Linked DNA regions of Sus scrofa: region 1 is linked to region 2. A link is a contact called in public Hi-C data. All regions are on one chromosome and are shown on one strand. Each heading gives the region's core, a stretch centred on a gene start, on an enhancer-like site or on the middle of the called end of the contact. The rest is flanking DNA. Distances are from core to core; before and after follow the strand shown.

The links. A called contact is a pair of places that touch in the nucleus more often than the background predicts.
Region 1: a contact with region 2 is called in a Hi-C map of alveolar macrophages, with 1.5 times the contacts expected there. The contact joins the enhancer-like site here to the promoter of INPP5D in region 2. A contact is called at or near these places in 2 of 47 Hi-C or Micro-C datasets (alveolar macrophages and blood) and 2 of 2 datasets of contacts at active chromatin or transcription factors (alveolar macrophages and skeletal muscle).

Annotation. Positions count from the first base shown.
Region 1 is chr15:133,534,564-133,538,710 of Sscrofa11.1, forward strand. The region is part of intron 2 of INPP5D (phosphatidylinositol 3,4,5-trisphosphate 5-phosphatase 1); the gene reads left to right. Among named protein-coding and RNA genes, the nearest start is that of INPP5D, 36 kb to the left of the region's middle. Within about 2 kb of position 1,793, at least 10 of the 83 cell types and tissues checked have an H3K27ac peak or open chromatin away from gene starts, as enhancers often do. A contact at or near this core is called in alveolar macrophages, where this site is marked.
Region 2 is chr15:133,498,442-133,502,949 of Sscrofa11.1, forward strand. INPP5D (phosphatidylinositol 3,4,5-trisphosphate 5-phosphatase 1) reads left to right here and starts at 2,626. Exons shown (of 27, transcript XM_021075030.1): 1 at 2,626-2,967. The coding sequence starts at 2,834.

The sequences.
Region 1 (4,147 bases), core at 543-3,042, 35 kb after region 2:
ATCCGAGATGCCTCCTAGTTTGATGGCAGCCACACATTGTCAGTTCACCTCCTGGATCCTAATCTGAATCACCGATGTAAATGAGAGGAAGGGAGTTCCCATCGTGGCTCAGCAGTAATGAACCCGACTAGTATCCATGAGGATGTGGGTTGGATCCCTGGCCTCGCTCAGTGGGTTAAGGACCCGGCGTTGCCATGTGGTATAGGTTGCAGACACGGCTTGGATCTGACATGCCTGTGGCTTAGACCAGCAGCTGTAGCTCCAATTCAGTCCCTAACTTGGAACTTCCATATGCCTCAGGTGTGGCCCTAAAGAGTGGGGGAAAAAAAAAAAAAAAAAGGCAAGAACAAAAAACAGAAAGAGGGGGAGACCCCCAACAGCAGCAGAGATCGATGTCCAAGCAACCTTGGACTCTCACCCTAGCTGATATTCCTCCATGCAATTATCAATAAAAGATCACAGATGAAGATCACAAAATGCTTTATTGAGGGAGTTCCCTGGTGGCCTAGAGGCTAAGGATTCGGTGTTGTCATTGCCATTCCACCGACTGATTGAATCATAGGTTTGATCCCTGACCTGGGAACTTCTGCCTGCCATGGGTGTGGCCAAAAAAGATAAAAAACCAAAACGATTTATTGAAATCTATGTAGATTTTATCAGAGATCACAAACTGGTAGCCCCTGTGTTGAGCTTGGTGTTCTGTTTACCTAACACACGTTTTTAACAATTACGAACCAGTTTAATGCATTTCTGAAAACTGAGACATTTTACATAATATCCTGAATTTTCAGCTTCCCTTGAAAATTGCGAAGCTCTGATAACCTTAGACCCCCAGCGTCCCGTGAAGTAACTGGAGCAGAGTGGAAGCTTCCCCCTTCCCCCGAGGCACTTCTCTTTAATGTGCCGCAGTCCCCATCTCTCCCTAATGCCTCACCCCACCCACCCACCCCCGTCTGTTCCTCTCCGTTACATCACCTCCCTGGCCTCCGTAGGCAATTGAACTGTGATCTCTACCAATACAACAAATCGTCTAACTCATTAGGCTCGCAAACGTACACTGGCCTCCTATGTAAATAAAATAAGAAAAACAGGTTCATCTGACACCGTCTGTCCCCAGCAAACGTCTGCTTGTTCCTACGCTCGCCACTTGCTTTGGCACATCCTACAAACCATGCTTTTAGGAAGCTGATCCAGCCTCTTGCCTGGGATGGACACAAAGCTCATGAAGCTGCAAGCGAAAGATTTGCACATCTGACCCATTGTGCAAATCACATCTTCTGGCTCCCGATTCTTCACCCCCCGCCCCCGGCTTGGCAGTCCCCCCCCAGTCAGGCGCTCTCTCTCGCTCTCTCTCTTTCTGTCTCGCTCTCTCTCTCTCAGAGTTCTCCTCCTCCGCTGGGTGAAGCTTGGATTTTGTAGAAGCAGGTAGAGCTGCATTCCCATTTTCTGTCTTGGGCTCTGGTCCCAAGAGGTAAGGGTGTCTTTGTCACTTCCTCGGAGCGGCAGGAGCCTGCAAACGGTGACTTTCGGTTCCTCCAGAGGGCACGGTGTTTACCCCGAGCTGCCCATCCACTCCTGGCGACCTAAACCCAGCCCCTCTCCCCTACAGGTCGAGGGTGGGCTCAGCTGGGGACCCGGAGGACCCACATTGGCCCTGCACCTTTGCCAATGCGAACACCGCGCGCTTGCTCCTCATCAGCATCTTGTAGCTTCAGACAATCCCACCCACCCGACGAGGCAGCCTGGAAGCTTCCTGTTTTGATCTGGGCCTTTGCCATCTTCAAGTGAGAAAGCGTTTTTCCTCACCGAACAGTAATCCCCTCTGCGGTCCCCCAGTGAATCATTAACCCTCCTGTGTCAGGGCTGTTTCTGCCTGATCCAACGTTGCTTCCAGAGCAGTAGGGCCCCTGCAGAGGGGGAGGCAGGTGTGCACACGAAGCCAGGCCTCTAAGAATTGAAGGGACGGTTTGGCCAAAGTGGTCCGTGTCCCCGGGCCCCCTGCAGTGGTAAACATTTCTCAGCTGGTTCTCCAGGGACAGAAGCAAAGCTCTGATGTGTTGGCCGATTTCCGTGGTGTAAATACACGCACCACGGCGGCCACCATAGTGGCCACATGAAACAGCCAGCTCCTGGGCTTCGAACCAGTACAAACTGGCACAAGCAGACATGAGCCAGCAGCAGCAGCACACCACCAGCCGTGCAGTATAAACTCATTCCTGCTACTGCCCCGGTGAGGGGTGCGGGCCTCTGGGACCACAGGTGTCTTTGTTAGAGACTCTTGCAGCCTGTTAGGGGTCAGACAGATTATAATCCCTTCCACTTTACTTAGAGCCCTTTTAATCCCCAAGCCCTGATTTATAAGTTATTTTAATTCAGGTTACCCATTTCTTTTTATCACATTTGGAGATTTTTTTTCTTTCTTTTTTTTTTTTTTTCTTTCTTTTTTTTAGGGCCTCACCGGCCACACATGGAGGTTCCCAGGCTAGGGGTCTAATCGGAGCTATAGTCGCCAGCCTACACCAGAGCCACAGCAATATCAGATCCCAGCCGCATCTGCAACCTACCACAGCTCACAGCAATGCCAGATCCTTCACCCACTGAGCGAGGCCAGGGATCGAACCCGCAACCTCATGGTTCCTAGTCAGATTCATTTCTGCTGAGCCATGACAGGAACTCCAAGAGAAGATATTTTTTTTTGTACCTGACTCTTCTTAATTTTCCATTCCTCCGAGCTTCAGTTTATTCAGCTGAAAAATAGGCGTTGATAATGGACTAGCATGTTCAGCACAATGCAAGTGCTCCATGATGACGGTGGAGCCTTGCCCTGGACCCGTGTCAGCCCATTTAAGCCCCTGGCTGAGGAGGTCTGAGAATCTTCCTTCCTAAACAAGAAAACTGGCTCAGCCTCAGCGTGCTGAATGCCCTGCTCCAGATCACACAACTAGTTAATGGTGGAGCTAAGATGTGCATTTGTGGCTGACACGGTGTTTTGATGTTAGTTGCAGGCATTAAAAATATGAGATCTCATCAAAACATCTGTATTTTACCTTCCCTTGAATATTTTTGAAATTCCGGCCAATCCAGGCCTCAGCTACCCCACAGGATCGTAACTTGAGCTAAGTGGAAGCTGGCCCCTTTAAAGGGACATTTCTACAACGTGCCATAGTCCCCACCTTACCCTAGTGTCTCACACCCTGTCTGTTTCACGCCCACATCATGCTTCATATTTTGTGCTTTTACCTGCAGGCCACACTAAATGTTACTTTCTCTTGCCTACTTTTTCCTTCCTACTTAACCAAGGAAGAAAGGGAGACACAGAAGATTTTGGTAATTATTTCAGGTCCAATGAGAAAAGCCACAACAAAGTATCCATCTTTTGCAATCCGATTACGTGATCCAGGCGGCAGTGCCTTCTCACTACAAAGCAGTGTCTTCACAAACTGTTTTAATCCCTTCTACCCCACACAGCGCTTGCATAACCCTCCCTCTGAGAGGCAACCATTGAGTGGGTGTCTTTTTATTTGAATAGGTTCTTGCAAAATATGTATTGTTGTTTCGCATGCATGCATTTTTAATTTGCTGAAGAGATATCAGAGCCCTCATTCTGTTTTCTACTTTCTCTACCAAAGGCTCCTTCCATGCTGCTACCTGCACATCCAGTCTGCCTCTGGCTGCTGCAGACACCCTACTGCACACCTTGACCACACCTGACCGGTCCGCTCTCCCCATGATGGGCACCCAGTTCCCCCCAGATCCCTGCCGTCCCAAACAAACCTGGGATGACCATCCATCCGTGACCCGAAAGGAGCCCTGGAGCATATGCCCAGAGATGAAATTGCTGAGTCATAGGGTAGCCACATACTTAGTTTGTCTACCTTGTATCTGATTGCTCTCCAGAATGGCAGGGCTGGGCTACGCTCCGGGGATCCTTAATATAGCGCAAGATGTTGAGAGACAGGAGACCAGAGAGAGACTTTTAAAATATATAATAGCCATTGGTAAATAAGGTCTTTTGGACGGAGTTCAAAATAAGCTCCATCTTTTAGATGGAGTTCAAAAGAAGCTTGCCTCATACCAGAGGTTTCAGAGCACACAGGCAGGGAAACGAGGACAGCAGCCTTTCAGGACCCAGCAGTACAGACTTTAG
Region 2 (4,508 bases), core at 1,376-3,875:
ACTGCACCCTCACTCTTCCGAGTGGGACTCAGCGGGAATAGAGGTGTGGAAGGGAGGGCGGGGAGCTGGAGAGGGATGGCGGGAGACAGTTATAAGGGGAAGGGTCTGGGACGTGGTAGAGGGTCTCTGGGGATGAAATGGCCAGGATTGTGCATGAATCCTCCGGATAGATCCTGGAGTGACCTGGGAGCTTCAGGGCACACGTAGGAAGGAAGCCGGTGGAGGTCGTAAGGAAAAGGAGGAGAATGCTGTAAAGCCTATGGTGGGAGCATCTGACAAGCAGGTCTCTCTCTCTGTCTTTTTTCCTTTCTTTCTTTTTTTTTTTTTTTTTTTTTTTGCTTTTTAGAGCGGCACCTGTGACCTGTGGCATATGGAAATTCCCAGGCTAGGGGCTTATCAGAGCTGCAGCTGCCAGCCATAGCCACAGCCACAGCAACACAGGACCTGAGCTGTGCCTGGGACCTACACCCCAGCTCATGGTAATGCCAGATCCTTAACTCACTGAGTGAGGGCAGGGGTTGAACCCACATCCTCATGGATTCTAATCAGGTTCACAATCCTCTGAGCCACAGAGGGAACTCCAAGCCATTCTCTTAAGGAGAGGGTCTATTTGGTTTTGAGTTGAGCTGGGAGTCAGGGAAGGAGCAAACTCCACCAGAGGTTGCTGCAGGGATCAGCCTCCCAGGGCTGAGCTGGCTTTGGGAGGGCAGCTCTTGTCTCCACGGGTTCCCATATCTAGCTCAGGGCAGGGCCAGGGTGACTTGACGTGTGTTTGCTGAAGGCTTGGGGGTTTAGTCCCTGGGTTCGGTGGGAGGAGCTGGGGGAGGGGACAGTGGTGGGCAGAGGATGCTCAGAGAGACTTGGCAGGAACTGGTTTGGAGAGGTGAGTGTGACGACCAGGAAATTTGGAGCCAGCGAGGTCCTGAGGGCCATGCTGCCCTCGTGCTGCAGGGGACCCCTGAGGTGCACCCACCCTGGAAGGAGCCCACCCCTGTGGTCTCCTTAATGGGCAGAATTTCCCAACCTCAGGCCTGAGTTAACCACCTCGCTCACCCTCTCCCCACGACTCCTCCTGGGATGGGGGGTGAGGGTCCAGGGTTTGGTCCGCCTGGATGAGATTCAGAATCAACTGTTGTTTATGCTGCCGCAGGTGGGAGGGGTGGGGGGGGATTTACCTGTCACATGTGAGCCTCCTCTAGGGGCTTCTCTCCAGAAGGCAGAGAAGAGGAGCCCGAGGCGGAGAGGGAGAAGAAAGCTAACCAGCTCCAGCAGCTCAGATGCAGAGGAGCTAGATTCGAATGGAAGCTTGCCTGGCCCAGGCCCCCAGATGTGTTTCTCTTGTCATGTCTGGGGGCTGAGGCCTGAGCGCGGGTTGGGGGCCTTGTGCAAATAGATCAGCACCTGCCCCTCATTCTGGTGGGGCTGACCCAGGGGCTGAGGGCACCCCATCTATGGTCCAAAGGGGTTGTCCACTTTAGAGCCCTCAGGTCTTGCTGGTCCTGGATGGTGGCCCCTCATCTTTGAGAAGGCAGCTCCCCATTGAGCTGTGGGCAAAGCCAGCCATGCCTGGCCACCTCCAAGGCTGTTGAGATGTGGGACCCAGGAAGGAACGTCATGTTGCCAGGTGGCCAGCTTGCCCCATGGGGATGGGTGTGTTTGCTGAGTGTTCCAGAAAGACCCAGGGGTGAAAACCCGGCCTGCGTTCACCCCATAAAACTTCCATGTCTCAAAGTTCCTGTTAGAGATCAGTGGTAATAACCCAACTGGCATCCATGAGGATGAGGGTTTGATCCCTGGCCTCGCTCAGTGGGTTAAGGATCTGGTTTTGAGCTGCAGTGTAGGTCATAGCCTCAGCTCAGATCTGGCGTTGCTGTGGCTGTGGCGTAGACCAGCGGCTATAGCTCTGATTTGACCCAGAGCCTGGGAACTTCTATATATCATAGGTCTGACCCTAAAAAGCCAAAAAAAAAAAAAAAAAAAAAAAAAAAGCCATGTCTCGAGCACTCCACACTCCCTCTGCGTGTCTCTAGGCCGGGCTGCAGGGGTCAGAATCACTGCCGTGGAGAAGGGTTGCCATGGCCGGGGGAATGAGCATAAATGTGTCCCAGAGCTGTCACCTGGGCCCTCGGCACCCTGGGGTGGTGTCATCCAAGGTCCTCCAGGGCCCAAGGTTGAATGGTGCCTGGCTGGTCATGAGTCTCCGATATGGGCAGGGGGCTCGGCTGTACCCCTCCCCCTCAATTTCGTGCAGCCCTGGACTGGGCCCTAGTTCCAGTTGAGATGCTCTGCCCTGCGAGCCTCTCTTCCATGGGTTTCTGGAGGGAGCCCACGGGGAGTTGAGCCGCTCTGGGGTAGGGCAGCAGGCTGGGGCATCTGTCCAGGGCGTGGCCACCCCACGTGGGCATCGGGACTGGACCCAGAATGGCCGCTTTGGCCATGCTCCTTCAGAAGCCGGCCACCAACCGCCTGTGGCCAGAGGAGCTGACAGTTCCCCCAGGAGGACTTGAGCTGACATTTGCGCCTCTGGGGACCCAGGTCCATTGAAAGAGAGAGCGGGGGCGGGAGGGGGAGGGGGCGGCCCGCAGTGGGCGGGCAGGGTGGGAAGGTGGAGGACCGCTCTTGCTTGGGCTCTGCAATGAGGAAGTTCTCTGCAGCTCGCTTCCTCTCCCTCGCTGAGTGCCTGAAACAGGAAGTCGCTCAGTGAGCTGGTGGCAGCAGCTGGGGCGACTGAGAGAGGAGCGACGGCGGGTCACGGTGCAGGGCCCTCAGCTCCCCTTGGCTCTGTGGGTCCTGTGGGGTGGCCGCCTGCGTGGCCCGGGAGGCCCACGCCACCATGGTCCCCTGCTGGAACCATGGCAACATCACCCGCTCCAAGGCCGAGGAGCTGCTTTCCAGGACGGGCAAGGACGGGAGCTTCCTCGTGCGTGCCAGCGAGTCCATCTCCCGGGCATACGCGCTCTGCGTGCTGTGAGTACCCGGCCCTGCCTGTGCGCCCACCCCTGCCCCTCAGCCCTGGCCGGGCCTCTCCCTCCAGGCCTGGAGGTGATGGAGGTGCAGCTGGGAGGAGGGGACGCTGGCTTGGGTCTGTGCCAGCAGCCCACCTCTGGGATGGAGTGACCTGCCTTGCATGTACCCAAGTGTGTTGGTGGGTCCAGCTGAGGCCCATGGTGGACCTGCTCGACCTTGGAGTTCAGGTTCTGCAGGGCTGGAGTCCTCAGAGCCGGCCTGGGGCCTGATCACACACCTTGGCTACCCGTGACCCGTGGGGCCATGGCTTCCTTGGGGATCCAGAGGCCAAGAGAGCGGGACCGGGCGCTTTGAGGAGCGGAGGCGGCGGCTCAGGGCTCCGTGGTGGTGGGTGTGTTAAAAGGCAGCTCAGTCAGTTCAGGTGTTGGTCAAAGATGCCCAGTTTGGAGAGCCTCCTGAAGGAGCAGGAGTGGCAAGAGGTGACCCATCCTGTGCCAGGCTTCAGGCTTTTTGAGGAAGCCGTTGTTTGGGGAACCATGAATAAAGGGGGGTTCACTCAGGAAAGGATTTGGGGCTCACCCAGAAGGTGTCCTGGGGGCCCTGGGAGCAGAGGAAGTCACATCACCCCCAGCAGGAGCCTCTCCTCTCCCCTACTCGGCCCTCAGCTGTGTCCTCACCTCTTTGGGCTTCTCTGCCACCATCAACCCCCTGCCCCCCCAGGCTCTGAGATGTTGCTGAATGTGCCAGTTTTCCTAGCAAGCAGGGAACGGCCACTTGCTGGAGGTTCCTTTTTAAAACACCCTTCTCCCTCTGCATCTGCAGGAGGCCCTCGCCCTGCAGCTCTGCGGTCTAACCAGCCCCGCCAGGGCCTCGGGCAGTGCCGGCGCTGTGGGGGGAGGGGGAGTCCTCTGGCACCTCTCAGGTAGCGTCCCTCGGGGTGCAGAAGGGACCCTCCCGCAGGCAGACCCTGCCACCATCCACGCAGGAAGGAAAGTGGGTCGTGGACACCGGCCTTGCCGAGTCCGAGCAGTTGTCTGCCTGTCACATTTCATCCTCACGACAACCTGAAGCACAGGTCCTTTTGTCGCCCCACTTTGCAGATGAGGAAATTGAGGCTCAGACAGGTGAACCGAGTAACAGCAGTCAAAGCCAGGGCCCTCTGCCAGCAGTACCACCAGACCCCTGCCACCCCGCTCCATGGCACCTGTTGAGCCAGGCATAAGCGTAGGTTCCAGGTGCAGCGAGAGCAGCCGGGGCGTTTACAAGGGCCAGCTGGGAGCACTTGGAAATGAACCCAGGCTCTCAGCTGGCCCCCGGGCCTGAGCTCTGATGGCGTCAGAGCCCCACCTCCCAAGGCCAGCTTCCCATGCCCCCTACTCTCATACTCGGGAGATGGGAACAGACCCAGATGGGCACTGCCCCCGTGGGGACCAGAGGGTGGGGAGGTTCAGATCCAGCTCCACTCGGCCCCCCTGGAGCTCTCTCCCTCCGCCGGGGCCCTTGGCTGAGGGCTGATTCCACCAGGTGCTCTGTGGGAGGAG